3 separate regions of the Mus musculus genome follow, and regions 1 and 3 are each linked to region 2. The links are chromatin contacts, called in public HiChIP or PLAC-seq and promoter capture Hi-C maps. All regions are on one chromosome and are shown on one strand. Each heading gives the region's core, a stretch centred on a gene start, on an enhancer-like site or on the middle of the called end of the contact. The rest is flanking DNA. Distances are from core to core; before and after follow the strand shown.

Evidence for each region. Promoter capture Hi-C pulls out the DNA fragments that hold promoters and counts their contacts. HiChIP or PLAC-seq counts read pairs in DNA pulled down with a chosen protein or histone mark.
Region 1: a promoter capture Hi-C map of embryonic stem cells shows a contact between it and region 2, with 6 times the contacts expected there. The contact joins the promoter of Pop4 here to the promoter of A230077H06Rik in region 2. A contact is called at or near these places in 1 of 39 promoter capture datasets (embryonic stem cells) and 1 of 115 datasets of contacts at active chromatin or transcription factors (astrocytes).
Region 3: a contact with region 2 is called in an H3K4me3 HiChIP or PLAC-seq map of forebrain, with 8 times the contacts expected there. The contact joins the promoter of Iglon5 here to the promoter of A230077H06Rik in region 2.

Annotation. Positions count from the first base shown.
Region 1 is chr7:38,270,026-38,272,725 of GRCm38.p6, reverse strand. Pop4 (processing of precursor 4, ribonuclease P/MRP family, (S. cerevisiae)) reads left to right here and starts at 1,378. Exons shown (of 7, transcript NM_025390.4): 1 at 1,378-1,579. The coding sequence starts at 1,573.
Region 2 is chr7:40,896,705-40,899,575 of GRCm38.p6, reverse strand. A230077H06Rik (RIKEN cDNA A230077H06 gene) reads left to right here and starts at 1,252. Exons shown (of 5, transcript NR_040329.1): 1 at 1,252-1,377. It overlaps Vstm2b (V-set and transmembrane domain containing 2B), which reads right to left and starts at 298. Exons shown (of 5, transcript NM_021387.3): 1 at 127-298. The coding sequence starts at 208.
Region 3 is chr7:43,488,816-43,491,524 of GRCm38.p6, reverse strand. It overlaps Iglon5 (IgLON family member 5), which reads left to right and starts at 1,314. Exons shown (of 8, transcript NM_001164518.2): 1 at 1,314-1,580. The coding sequence starts at 1,502.

The DNA of each region.
Region 1 (2,700 bases), core at 129-2,628, 2.6 Mb after region 2:
TTGAGAATCACTTTTGTCTTTTATCATAATGACAGACACTAATGTTCCAAGTCTGAAGAATGCCTTCTAGACTGGATATAATAAGATAGACTATAAATTCCAATGCTCCAGAAGGCCAGGCAGGAATGTTGCACTTTCAAGCTCAGCCTAGACCACAAAGCAAGTGTCTGGGACACTGTCTTCAGTGAAAAAGAATCAATTTTTTAAAAGAGCAAACATTTTGAGACCAATGGGGTAAGATGCAATGAGCACAGGAAAGAAAGGAAGGGAGGGAGGGAGGGAGGGAGGGAGGGAGGGAGGGAGAGAGAGAGAGAGAGAGAGAGAGAGAGAGAGAGAGAGAGAGAGAGAGAGAGAGAGAGAAGAAAGAGAAGAAAGAAAGAAAGAAAGAAAGAAAGAAAGAAAGAAAGAAAGAAAGAAAGAAAGAGAGAGAGAAGAAGAAGAAGATAGGTGCCTTTTAGACATGTAAAACGTTTAACTAAGGAACCCCATGTAAAACGTTTAATTAAGGAACCCCAGTACACCCAAGGCAGCACCTGATAACCAGAACCCAGTTACATCACTCAAGACAACTAGACACAGTCCTAGAACCCCATGACACCCAGTGGACAGTGTATTAGTGGGCACCAAGAGCAATGCTCTGCTCTGCACAACTGAAGAGAAGCCACCTTCATCTGCCCTGCGGCTGGAGAGTAATCTGACACTCCAATCAAAAACTTCTGTTGGAGACTGGACCTGACCTTCAGCTAAGATAAGTCACACAGGAGGGTAGCCTTGGGGAGATAGGCTTAGGTAGTTAGGAATTTAGGGGGTGAACCTATGAAATGACCGTTTGCATAATAAAATGTAACTTTTGTTATACTAGCTACACTAACTACACGTCTCTACCTTCTTGCATCCGATAGCAAATAAACCTACTCTTTTTCTTTACTAATAGGAAAAAGACCTTTGAACGAGGTCATAAAAGTATTTAGTAGCAGAAACAGGACTAAATACCCCCGGCCACCAGTACAAAATATGACTAGTATTCTCGGGAGTAAATTCTAGATTACCCAGGGCAACACTGTAAGCCTCTTGCTTAAAAAAAAAAAAAAAGGAATCCCACAGTCGTTACCGCCGATATCCCCGGCCAACTTGTGCCCTCCCTCGTCCCCAATCTCCCTCGCGTCCTCTCTATGGCAGCTTGCTCTCGCTACATTTCATTAATCCTGACCCCCCAACACGACTACTCCAGTTACAGACACTTGCATACTGAACACCACAGCAGACCCGCAAAATCCGCTCCTCTCTCAACCACAGAGCCTGTGCCAGTGACGGACGCACACAGATGCCGTCGCGTCAATGACGTCAGAGAGGCGCCCGATCCGAAATCTGGTCGCCATCCCCTGACGCAGGGTGGAGCAAGTCCGTGCACTTTGTTAATTGTCTCTTGGGCTTATCGGATTTTTCCAGTGGAATTTTAAACAAAAAAGCAGCGTCCCGGCGGGAGAAAGCCGCTGAACAAAGCGAAGAAAGGAAAGGAATGAGTGAGGCCTGAAGGAGACATCGCCAGAGAGCTCCGGAAGCTGGCCGACAATGAAGGGTAAGTGGGATGAGGGACGCGGAGCGGGGCCGGGGTGGGAATATAGAACCTCGGAACTAGAAGTTGGCTTGGGAAATGAATCAGGGATACCTGTCTCAACAGAGTCCTAAGGCAACTTCCAGGGAATTACCTTAGTACACAAAAGAAATGGAGGCCCGGAGTCTGAATCCGCCGTCTCAGTCTCTTAGCTAGGAATAAATGTCAGGATCGAGTTTGTGTGCTCTCCTCAGGGGCCTCTCGGGGGAACTAGAAGAGATGGGTCCAAGTTCTTGACCGGACCTAGCTACTACCTTCCCGTATAACTTCTGTCAAGGACCTGCACCCCTCTGCCACCTGGTTTTCACCCTTGCCCCTGTAAAAAGCTGCTGAGGGGCAGTATCGTACACCTAAGGCTTTGGAATTTGAGCCGAAAAGAGCTGTGCCCAGAAGGGCAGCCAAGCACTGGGGCAGTACTAGAGGAGAGAGGTAAAGATATTGCCTCTGATTTGGTGATTCATGCCCTTTTTGTCTGAGAACAAGTTTCTTAGCGTGTCTCAGCTACCACTTTATTATGTGCATAACAAAGAAGAGCTACTGTTAAAAATTGCTTAGAAAGATTAATGACATTAAGATAATATATATGCACACTCACTCAACCAACCGCTTGACAAGCTGTGAGTGTCCCACACCTACTGCATGTTGCAGAAAGACTTTCAACTTTGATGCGAGGCATCTGGGGTAAATAAAACAAAGTTCTTCCTGGGATTCCAGCCCCTGCATGTTTATCACAATAAAGTTCAATCTTGATCCATTGTTCAAGAGAGAGCTAGATTCTGTATATAAAACTTGTGGTACCTTGGTTTGTTTGCTTGGGTCAAGCATATACTCAGGGAGACAGAGATGGATTGTTTGTTTGTTTGTTTGTTTCTTATTGTTGCTGTTGGGATAAAGTCAGCTATGTACTCCTGACTAGCCTGGAGCTCACCGTGTGAACCAGCTCGGCCTCTACCTCTCAAGTAATGGGATGGATCAACCATGTGTGCCGCCACACCCAGCTCAGAAGTGCAGTGTATAGGGTGTAGTGTGAACTGCACTTTCTGGTCATGGGCCCTTCCTTTTCCCATTTACTCCTGTAGTCTCTG
Region 2 (2,871 bases), core at 3-2,502:
CGAATTGCTGGAGACCGTAAAGCCTGCCGCTTCCTTTCCTCCTCCGCGGTGGCCAGCGGGCAGACTTCCGTGGCCTTAGCAAAGGGTCCCCTGAGCCCATCGCGGCCGCGAAGTTCCCGCGCTCACCGTCGGCCACGAAGAGCAGCAGGCTGTGCAGTAGCAGAGGTAGCAGGTATCCGAGGGCGCCGAGCCGGTTCCGCTGTTCCATCTCCCGCAGGGTTGCGGCGGCGGCGGGGGCCCGGCGCGGAGAGGCGGCGGCGGCGGCAGCTTGGGCTCGGCTCCGGCTCGAGCTCCGGCTAGGACGCCTCGGAGCCTGCCATGGCCCCGCACGGCGCCCCCTCCCCTGGCCGCCGGCGGCCGCCAATCAGCCCAGCTTCCTTGCCGGCTGGCCCGGCGCGGCTCCGGCGGGGGGCGCTACGCGGGGGACGCAGGAGACGAGGTCCCTCCAGGAGGATCCTTCGGTCTGTACCTCCTTCAGTCCGGTGCTCCACAGGAGAATAGGGATCCGCAGTTCAGACTCTGGCGGGCGGGCCAGGAAACTGCCGGACTGCGCCAGGATCCATCCTTGGAGAAGGGAGTGAGTGCCTGTAAGGCACCAACGTCTGCCTCCTGGTCTCCTTCTGGCTGGGCTCCCGACTGCCACCTCCTCCGACTCCCGGGGAGCTCTCCCGCCGCCGCCCCCGCTGGTTTCTCCACCGCTCACTCTTCAAGGCGAGTGGGCGCTCAGCCGCGGCGTGCAGACCTGGCGTCCGACCGTAGCGCAGCGCGGGGAGAGCGGGTCCAGCGTGGCCGACCCGCAGCCCGAGAGAGGCGGGGAAAGGGGGGAGGGGAGAGGAATGGAGGGGGCGGTCAGTGGCTGGGTGGCGAGCAGCCTCCTCCACAGCATCACCCCCGCCCTCCTCTCGGAGTCCGCCCCGCCCCTACCCCGTCGTCCCCCACCTCCCGCCCCCGCCGCGGGGTCATTCGTAGCGACCACCATCTCTCTAGCTGCAGCGCAACCCCACCCCGCGTCTGCTTTGCTTAGGGGGTCCTCCCACCCAAACTCCTGGCTTCTTCCCAGTGTCCATCTCTGGAGACAGCTGCTCCACCCTGCTTTCTGTGTGTCCCCCACCCTCTCCGCAGCCCCCAGTGTCTCCAACTCCTTACCCAGGTTTGGACCACGAGCCACGCCACTCTTTGGCCCAGACCCGGGCCATGGCGGGTGGGTGGGCTCCAGGGGAATGCAAGAAGGGAGGAGTGCTATGTCCGGCCAGCAGCAAGACCAAGTGACAGTGAAGACTAGGAGTCCGCAGTGTGGGAACAAGAACTGAGCGTCCAGCGCCGGGCGAGCAGGTGCCTGTGGCGCGGAGCGCACCAGGGAGCCAGCAGGCAGTGGCCGTGAGTGACAGCAGAGGTGGTGCGGGTGGGGTGAAATGGGGAGCGCCGGGCACGACTCAGGGCTCAGGAGGTTTCTGGGTGGGGACCGTCTTCCTGCCCAGAGAGAGGGCTAGTCCCTGTGTCCTTGCAAGCAAGCTCTTCCTGGCCATTTCCCACTCTGTACCCAAAGCAAAGGGGATCCTCCAGCCCCCGGGTGGAAGCAGGCAGAGGTGGAGTACACGTTCCAGAGCCCATCCTCCACGCTTGCATCTTCTGTATCCCTGAACCTTCCCTGGCCTTCACCTAGAATGGGTCATATCTTTTAGCCACCTAGAGAGTTCAGTCTGCCTTCCTAAGGGGTGTGTGGGTGGATGAGATAGTTCAGTCCAGGCACAAGGGCTTGGGAGAGCCATAGAGCTCTCCTTGGGTCTCTCTCTTCCTCAAGGGATCCCCCAGCTAGTGGTCTGGTCTGGTCTCATTACTTGGCTTTATCTTAACTTATGGAGGCACATCCCAGTGAACTTCCCCTGAATGCTAGAGCTCTCCAAGTATCTCTGACAATGAGCTACTGGTTAGTGAAGACAGAAGACCAAAAAGGAAATAATTTCCCAGTGGCCACCCTTGTCTAAGACAACAGGAACACAGTTCCAGAGAAGAAGCTGGTAGCTCTTTGTAAGCTTTCCCCTCACCAGTGAGGACCACGGGCACTGCATTCTTCTGCCCCTCCTCTTCCTTATGTGGCCAATGGGTCATTTTCACCCTGTGGTCACTCGCTGATGCTCTGTGAGCAGAAAGCCTTGTAGACCTTTCATTCAGGGTCCCCATTGCCTGTTCCCTCTACATATATGTATACATACTTTGGCCTGCCTCCCCCTGAACATTCCACCACTCTTTAGAAACCACCATAGGTCTGTGAATGCAAGACCTTGCAGGTCTCTTGCCGTCCTCAGCTTTTGAAGGGAGGGGGCAGACTTGCATCGTGCTACACAGGAGGACCATGGCAGGTTTCTAAGGGAGCAGTTGGAGAATTGATTCCAAGCAGGGATATGATGACATGAGCTATCCCACTGTGCATTGGCTTGTTTGGAGAGGCAGTGAGTTTCTCTCCCAGTACCAGATTCAATCAAGGACTGATGGCCAGTGACCAGGCTTGCTGGAGGGATGCCAGCAGCTACAGGGAGGTACGCTTTGGTCACTCTGAAGGTCTGTGGATTCTTTCCACCCGTTCTGTCTGGTGGGGATTTTTTTGCCTGTGTCATACGTTGGTGTTACTGTCGTAGTAGAATAATAGTAATAGCTGCTTGACATCGTGTGCGTGTCACATAGCAGACACTGGGTGCACACTTTCTATGCATCAGTTCTCAACATGACAGCTAAGAGGTCCTTATCAAACCTATAAGACCACCCTCTCCTACTCAGAAGCCTACAGTGGCTCCCGCTCCAGTCAGTACAAATACCAGGGGACTCCCAAGGTCAACTGATTGCCTTCTTCATCTTTACCTTTCCCTCCCTTCT
Region 3 (2,709 bases), core at 65-2,564, 2.6 Mb before region 2:
AAGGATGACCTGAACTCCTGATCTCCCTGCCTCCACCTCTCCAGTGCTGGGATTACAGGTGGGCAACACCACACCAAAATGAATAAAATATTTTTAAAAATCTAACGCTTCAGAATTTAGAGTGATTTGAATTTCAGTTCTCCAGATTAGGATGTTCAACCGAAATCAAACCCTTGCTTCTTAAGTTGCTCGTGCCAGAAATGTTGTCACCACAATGAGAAAAGTATTTAATAGACATCAAACCTGCAATACTTCAAGGAACAGGAAACGGTCCGCGGTGGTGCCCAGTGGGGCAGAGTGGGTAGAACTGACCTGTGTGCTATGTACCTGACCTGCTCTGTGCCATTCTGTCACACACTGGCGGTCGCTGCCCTTTGCCTGTTTTCCACTTGCCTACGTTAAGGACTCATTAAGGCTGGGGCTACAGGTCAACAGTAGATTGCCAGCCTAGAATGCCCAAGTGAAGAGCTAGGGGTGTGGCTTAGTGAGAGTCCCTGCCTAGAACCCCCCGACAGTGAGAGCCTTGAGTGTGACTCAGAAGTAGCACATCTGCCTAGGCTCCCCTCCAGTGAGAGGGCGTGCTCAGAGGTAAAGCATTTGCCTAGAGTCCCGCATTGAAGGGATAGGGGCTGGCTAAGGGGTATATGTCTTGCCTGGGAAGCCCAAGCAAGGTCTTGGGTTCAAATTAGGGATTCAGTGAATTCTCCTACAACTTATGCGAGCTGAATTGAGTCCAAAGAGTGGGGACCTCCCCCCATCACAAAACATGAAAAGGGAACTATTTCCCCACTGTTTCTTAGCTAACTTAGCTCTTCAAAAAGAAATTAAGTAAATTTATTTGTTTGTATGGGAGTTGGATCTCTGGGTCTGAGGGAAGAAACTGAGATTGGACCCTGTCTAAGGGAGGAGGCTGGTTCCTGGACTCCCAAGGTCTGACGGAGGAGGCTAGGGTCTGTGCATCTGGGTCTGAGGAAGAAGGTTGGGGCTCTTGCACCTGGGTCTGAGAGAGGAAGATTTGGTCTAGACTCCTATGACTAAGGGAGGAGGCTCTGGGGTCTGTACACCTTGGGTCCGAGGGAGGAGGGACAGAGCCGGAGTCTGCAGGAGGGTTGGGCTCCTTCAGCAGAAGGCAGCTGGATGAAGTGCATCTCAGGCCAGGATTCTGGAGACCAGGAGGACGCCGGTTGCCCGGGGGAGGGCGGAGGAGGGGCAGGGCCACAGTAACAAAGGCCTCTCCCTCCAACGAGCAACCCCCCCCGGCCCCGCCTCCGCGGCCCCCCTCCTGCCCTGATTGGCCGTTCTCCCTGCCCGTCAGCACCACCCCCCCTCCCTGGGTCTGCAGCAGCTCCGGCCACCTCGTCGCGCCCCCCCAGCCCCCTCCCCCCGCCCCCGCCGCCCCCCGGGCCGGTGCAGCCGCAGGCGGGGTTCCCCTCCCCCTCCCCCTCTCCCCCAGGCTCGCGCGCCCCGACCGCCCCCTCCCCTCCCCCTCCGCGCCGCCGCGATGCCCCCCCCTGCGCCCGGGGCCCGGCTCCGGCTCCTCGCCGCCGCCGCCCTGGCCGGCCTGGCCGTCATCAGCCGAGGTACCGCAGCGCCGGGGGTGGGGGGCTCGGCGGGGAACCCTGAGGTCCTGGGAAGGGGTACAGGACCGGGGTGGGGGCAAACAGGGAGTTCCCCCCGGGGGGATGCGGAGGTCTGGAGCCAGAGACCTGGGCAGCAGTCCTAGGCTGGGCAGGGGGTCCTTGGGTGCATGGATGCGCGCTGGGCACAGGGATGCACGTCCTCGTCTGGTCAGCTGCTCCATCACTAGCAAGGGGGTCTCAGACACCTGCTGCCGGCCTGGGGCGGCAAGAATGTACCGCTGCTCTAGGTCAGGGAGAGGCTCAGACGTTGGGATGACAGTCCTCACCTGGGCAGTGTCTCCAAACTGAGTTGGGGTACCAGGCCTGGAATGATGCCCTGTTTTGTGGAGGGGGATCTTGTCTTAGCGTTTTTTGGAGAGGGTTCCCTGCGCAGTCCTTGCCTGGGGACTGGGCTCTGCGTCTTTAGGTGAAGGTAGAGGAGGGAATGTGTTCCCAGGGTTAGCAAGCAATGAGGACAGATTGTCCACAGACTGAAATCCCCAGTCCCAGGAATATCAGGAAAGGGGTTGAAACTCCCTATGCGGGTTTTCCTCTCGGCATCTGGGGTGTTTGCAGTTAACTGGGAGATGGTCCTGGAAAGCCAGAAAGTTGAGGTGCCAGACTAAGAATTCTGATCTTAAAAGTCTTTGATGGAATGAATATTTGGGGTGGGGGTTGGGCTGGAGAAGACAGGACAGGAAGGGTTAATGCAGGATCCCAAGGTTACTAGTCTCAGCCAGTTCCGTGGGCCTGGAGACCCTCTCTAACAGCAGGAGTGAGTCCTGCCCTGAGGATGCTTCAGGACTGTGCCTCCCCTGCAGGGCATGTCAAGGAGCGTAGAGTCAAGGAAATGGCACAGAAGGAAGAGGGATGGGCAGAAAGCTGAGCTGTGGGTACCCAGGAAGCCAGGAAAGTGTTAATCTGGTGTTTCCACATCACTTCCTCCAGGCCTTGTCCAATCAAGCATTCCAGAATCAGGGTCATGCTATGCCACCAGGGACAGTAGTCCCCAACATTGTGACCCCAGCAGCCCCAAAGGAAGCAGCTATCTGGTCCTCCAATCAAGTCACCCACAGCCACACAAACATCA